Regions from separate parts of the Danio rerio genome. Here region 1 is linked to region 2. Evidence: chromatin contacts called from public Hi-C data. All regions are on one chromosome and are shown on one strand. The core of a region is the stretch at or near the end of the contact, and the rest is flanking DNA. Distances in the headings are between cores, read along the strand shown. Region 1 overlaps etv4 (ETS variant transcription factor 4). Region 2 holds the start of meox1 (mesenchyme homeobox 1).

The links. A called contact is a pair of places that touch in the nucleus more often than the background predicts.
Region 1: a Hi-C map of an unstated tissue shows a contact between it and region 2, with 5 times the contacts expected there. The contact joins the enhancer-like site here to the promoter of meox1 in region 2. A contact is called at or near these places in 3 of 18 Hi-C or Micro-C datasets (caudal fin, hematopoietic stem cells and an unstated tissue).

The regions. Positions count from the first base shown.
Region 1 is chr12:29,413,141-29,416,229 of GRCz12tu, forward strand. It overlaps etv4 (ETS variant transcription factor 4), which reads left to right. Exons shown (of 12, transcript NM_131425.2): 10 at 615-787; 11 at 1,700-1,801. The region is part of intron 1 of LOC141376814 (a long non-coding RNA gene); the gene reads right to left. Among named protein-coding and RNA genes, the nearest start is that of dhx8, 24 kb to the right of the region's middle. Within about 2 kb of position 1,426, at least 8 of the 62 cell types and tissues checked have an H3K27ac peak or open chromatin away from gene starts, as enhancers often do. A contact at or near this core is called in caudal fin, where this site is marked.
Region 2 is chr12:29,303,487-29,306,690 of GRCz12tu, forward strand. It overlaps meox1 (mesenchyme homeobox 1), which reads left to right and starts at 1,354. Exons shown (of 3, transcript NM_001002450.2): 1 at 1,354-2,045. The coding sequence starts at 1,580.

The DNA.
Region 1 (3,089 bases), core at 176-2,675, 110 kb after region 2:
GCAAACAAAAATAGCAGTATGAAAAATGTGTAGGTATTTTATTGCAAAACAAAAGGTGGCTGAACAACCAAACTGATGGCAAACTGTTCAAAACATCACTTCCTTTTTTTCGTTGTGTTGTACCCAAGACATTAGAAACAGACGTTACACTTATCATTTGATGTTGCAGCCATGTTGCCATCATTTTGCTGTACTGGTTGTTACCAGCTTACGAAAAAATAACATGCTCACAACTTCCAATCAGATAAGAGGAAATGAAAAGCAATACGGTGTTTCACAGAGAAGGTAGCATTTAAAGGTTTAAAAGCACAAACTGTTCCTTAATTTTTTTTATTTGTACGCAATCGACAAGTAGTCACAGGCGAATTAAACTTTAGTGACAAGGCAGCACTGGCCCGATCAGCCCAGTAACGATTCTGTCTACTGTTCAGAGCGTCTCTCATGCTGGCCCAGGGCCATCGGACAGTCTTTATCGTTGAGCCTTCAACTAGTTATTAGTTATCTGAGAATGGCATACCTTGGAATGTCATTATATTTGACCAATCAGCATCTAGCATTTCAGAGAGACGTGTAATAAAGGTGAACTAATGTATGATCTCTTTTGCTGTGCTTAGGTGAGGTGAAACAAGAAGGGGGCAGTGTGTTTCGTGAAGGTGCCCCCTATCAGCGTCGTGGCTCACTTCAACTATGGCAGTTCTTGGTTGCCCTTCTTGATGACCCCAGCAATGCCCACTTCATCGCATGGACGGGCCGTGGCATGGAATTCAAACTCATTGAGCCAGAGGAGGTAAACATTAGACTTTAAAAAGTTCCCAGGAAGCAGAATATGGTTTTTAACCAAAAAACAGCAATGCCAATGGATCAGTCGAAAGACTAAGAGGATGTTATGAAAATCAGATCAGCTCGATGTGGCATTTATTCAGCTTTCACAAACTACAGAGAGAATAAACAATGGGTTTCAGAGATTTGCTCGTGATCAGCTCATCAGTCCCTAGGGTCCAAGAACACATCAACACAATGCCAGTTTTCCATTAGCTGCCATGCATTATTTACCCCACTTAACAGCATAGTGAAATAAAATGGAGAATGGCTCCATTACCAAATATTACAACCTTCCATTTTGCCGGAGTCTAAGCACACCGCAGTGGTCGAGACAAGAGCGTTAACCTCCTATTGTCTGTGGTCAGTAGACGGCTAAATGGCATGACTCAGCAAACGATCATGCAGAGATGCATCCATCAGTTCTGCACAACTGTACGCATGAATCATTCATTACAACCAAAGTTTTACTATTGCGATTAGATCTCTGTCGAAGTCAAAACAAACAGTCTGTTCCTCAAATGTCAGGAGACCCACAACTATACTGACTCGAGATGGAGCAACAGTTTTGTTTTGTTTTGTTTTTTCAAGGGCCCTCAAGTTGAACCTTGAAGTTTTTGTTGAAACTTCAAAATGAAGTATTTCCTCTAGGTATGACAACTAGCATTTTGCCCTGTTCATAGTGTGGGATTTTTGGTCAGCGTTTAATGGTGATTTGGTTATATAAAAGGGAACAAACATTTTTTGTGGGGACTCGCCCTTCCTTCTCATAGTTTAGATGTCGTACAGTCAGCAGGGACCTCTTGTGTTTAGATTATGTCATTGCAATACGGTCCTTGCTTGCTCTTATGATTTGAACTGTCTTTTTTTCATACTTTAGGTGGCAAGACTCTGGGGGATGCAGAAGAACCGCCCAGCCATGAACTATGACAAACTGAGTCGCTCTTTGCGTTACTATTATGAGAAGGGAATTATGCAAAAGGTATTGCTTTATTCTAATTTCTTGGTCTTCAACACTTGTTTTTTAAACTCTCTGATTGAGATTTACATTACTCTATATTTGGGGTCCCATATACTTCAAATATAAAGACTAGAATCATTTATGTAAAAAAAGAAAGAAATTATTTAAAAAAAACTATTCAAATATAATTATAATTCAAATATAATAATATTATCTAAATTAAATATAATCCAGATCAAAATAATTTCACATTATTTTAATCAAAGAGTTGTAATTGCAGTAATAACACAATAACATGTGTCATGTGCATTACTGTTTTGTGTCAGGAGGATTAAGAAATTGTTTGAAATGTTAAAATGGAGTTCATGAACACATTTGCTTGGTTTTAAATGTTCATATTTCGACATGTCCTACACTGTCTATACTAGGTGGTTGGACAGACAATGAAATAAATGAAAAAACATAAAATCCAGGAACCAAACCAGTTTACTAATTGGCAGACAAACAATTCTTAGGAGCTGAAAATCAAAAGATACACCTTCCCTTCAAGAATGGGCAATAGTACTTGCTGGAGGGGCTGCATTTGAAAAAATGTCTTCTAAGCAAATGGACAAGCTAAACCTATAATATAAAAAAATGGCAAAAGTATTTAACCTGTTTGGAAATGGAACAGTAATAAATGAGTGAGAAATATACTGATTGTGACAGTGTTTATCCAGGTGGCAAAGAATTCTGGCCCAGATTTGGCATAAAGGTGGCACAGCAAGCATTCATCGGGCAGTCTTTTGGCAGAGGTGGCACGTCTTTAAGGCAGCACAAAATACTTGGGCCAGATATCAAATATAGTATTAGGCCCAAATGCTAATAATGGATATGTGGACCAAGAAAGTTTGGCCTGTCTTGACTCTTGACCCAGATTTAAAATATTTTTTCAATTATTTTTGAATAAAGGAAAAAAAATTCTACCAATTAAGTGGCTTTGAGAAAAAGCATGCCCATAGTGCACCTAAAGGACAATGCTTCATGGGTTATGCAGTCATGACACACCAACATATCTGGCTCAGTTCAGGCCCAGTTATGGGTTATTAACTTGGCTGAGACTTGGCTCAGATATGGTCCATGTTTGGCCCTTGTCTGGAAGCCAGACTTAGTCTAGTCATACACTGTAATTTACCGTGGCATGTGAACCAAGCAAAAGCTGATTGTGTGAGCCAGAGCTGGGCCAGAGATATTTTGCTATGTTGGATGTGATATGTTATTGACTGAACTTACCTATTCTATTCATTTTTTATTGCATTTTAATTTTCTC
Region 2 (3,204 bases), core at 104-2,603:
ACTTTGTTCATCAAATAATTCTAAAGATTCTAAAATTAGTCAATTATAGTCAATCAATTACAGAAAAAAATATAAAAGTGCTATTTTAAATTGTAATATCTCACAATTGTACTGATTTCACTGTATTTTCAAGCAAGTTTCCGGGGAGAGAATAAAACAACTCATAGATTTATATTAAGAAAATACAAATAAATACAAGTTAATAAATTAAAAATATAAATGACTAACCCCAAACTGTACATTTATTCAAACTACATTTTATAAAACATATAATAAATCTGTACACAACACACTGCTACACTGTAAAACCCAACAGTCAACTTCATCAAATGAAATGAGTATAGTCAATTTACTGAGTCAATTGTACTTATTTGAAAAGAGTTTTGAACTCAGTGTTGAAGGTAATGAGTTAATTAAATACCTCATTACTTCAACTTTAATGGAGCAAGTTCACAGTACTCATATAGATTAGTTTATTAACTCAAATGGTTTGTTGCAATCGGTTTCCTCAAATGGTTTGAGTTTGGCATTGGCAAATGGTTTGACTTAATTGGTTGGGTTTTACAGTGCTCGGTTTGTTTGAGTTCTCTTCATTTATTGGGTTTTACTGTGCTCAAATTGCTTAATTTACTCAAATTAGTATTAGTTTTTGAACTTAGGGTTTGTTGCAATCAGTTTCCTCAAATAATTTGAGTTACCTTTTCTTTTTGGGTTTTACAGTGTATGTGCAACACTGTAATTGTTGGTATACATTTGTTTGTAAAATAAGACATATTTCTTATGAATTATTTAATCAATTAAGATGCTAATGAGTATTTAAACTAATCTGGTGTCAAAACAAATTAGAGCATGTTTGTGTGTTTGTTCCCCTATAGAGCTTGTGTGCGCAAGAGGTGTGGAAGAAATCACTACTTAAATCAGGCCTTTCTAACAAGTGTGAGAGAAACTCCACTCCACACATCCATAACACAAACCGCAGAGCACCAGCGTAAAAGAAAGGCACAACTAAAAACGAGCAAATTCCCCCCCAAAAAAAAATAAATAAAACCATTGAAAAAAAAGTGAAAATAAGTGTTCTGGGGATATAGATGCAGAAAAAGAGAATCCGGTCAACTTTCCTGTGTGGGTGTTCATTTGATATTTTACAGACAATGTTCCTTTAAAAAGCCAGCACCTGGAAATCCCATTAGATGTGCATATAAAATCCCCCATGATTAATAGTATATGAGGCAGGGCTGGGTTTTGGGGGGCACCAACATGTGGAACCCAGGACTCCTCCTCTGCAAGCTCACGTTACACTCCATAAACTTGCTACTCTTTCCCACCTAAGCGTTTAAAAAGGAGGAGGGATCGCTTGTCAGGAATGTCTCCGAGCTGTGAAAAGAGTGTGTAGAGCTGCGAGTGGATGTAGTGGGTCAGCCTGCACACCAAATGAGAGACTGAGAGCTGATGTGTTATGCCAAGGAAAGGCCGCATCAGGAAGGTCTTTGATTTCCTAGTTGTTCTGCAAAGGAGGCACATGCTGAAGTGGATATTTCCCAACAAGCTGCATCCTTAAGGACTCCACTAATTCTTCAGTATGGAACAGTCAGCCAGCAGTTGCATGCGGAGCCCTCATACGGGTGGCGCTTTATGGGGATGCGTCAGGAGTCCTCATTCAGGTGGCTCCGGAGCCGGGATTCAGCCTTACCAGCAGGCCCCGTTTGCTCTGCACCAGAAGCATGACTTCCTGGCCTACACAGACTTCTCCAGCTCCTGCCTGGTGCCAGCGCCACATGCGTACCCTCGGGAGGACAGACTCTATCCGGAGACGCACAGCGGGTACCAGAGGACAGAGTGGCAGTTCTCTCCATGCGAGCCCAGAGGCAGAGGGCAAGAGCCGTGCCAGGGGGCGGCTGAGGCAGTGGGAGCTGAAATGGACAGTGCAGGGGGAGACAGGCTGGCTGGAGCAGTCACTGGGTGTCTCGAGGGAGACTATTCACCTCAAAGTGTGCCTGCAGTCGACACTGAAAAAAAAAGCTCCAAGCGGAAAAGAGAAGTCACAGGTGAGTCACTGTAGGCAAGAACAAATGAGATATGATGACTGGAGGTATTCAGTCATAGTCATGTGGTTGTTTTTTTTTTTTTTTGAGAAATGTGCAAGTTACTTGATATCAAAAATAACATTAGTTGGTTTGAGTAGATCTGGTTGAGAACATCCTTGCTGAGGTTATAGTGAGAATGGTCAATGTTTATTCAAAAAGATTGATGTCATTTCAAACCTGAATGATATTTTTTTTTTTTGCAGAGCACTCAATTCTATCAGTCATTAATATTTCTCTATATATTTAAAGTCAATGGGGTCCTAGTGATTTTAATTTTAAGTATGTGTGTTTCACAATAATAATAATAATAATAATAATAATAATAATAATAATAATAATAATAATAATAATAATAAAATCAAATAATAATAATAGTTTTAAGGGCATCCACTGTGTAAAACATGTGCTGGGTAAGTTGGTGATTCATTTCGCTGTGTTGACCCCTAATTAATAAAGGGACTAAGCTGAAAAGAAAATGAATTAATGAATTAATAATAATGATAATAATAATAATACTAATAATGGTATATATAATAATAATAATAATAATAATAAAGCTTTTGAATGATATGAGGGTAAGTGATGATAGAACTGAATAGGATTAAGTGTCTTTAAATAAGTAATAGACTTTTATTACAGGTATTCTATTTAAAACTCCTCACAGCAAGCGTGCACTAGAAGGATGACCCTTAACATATTGTTTTCTGCATATTATTCTGCTGTTGCTTCCTTCCATTGTTGGAGGCTCTTAGGTAAAGTTCCACTTTAAAGTGTTTGCTATTGTTTTTAAATCACCTTTTTGGCGTTCTGTAATATCTGTGCCATTTTCTCAACCCAAATCGGATTTTCTACAACATTTATTTTGATTATAGAAGATCGGAAATGTTATTGATCAGATTTAATGGTGATGAATGTATTTGAGCTGGAGTTCTATGTGTAATATGTATTATTGATATAAATAAAAATTTGAAGATTCATCTAAATAGAAATTCATGCCAGCATCTTCTGTTCCTAGTATCAGAAATGTACAGAAATGATTGATCTTAAAGTTTTTATTTTTATTATAATTACCTTAATGTCACTGTACTCTCTGTATCAAACTAGTTTAAGCCACCACAAC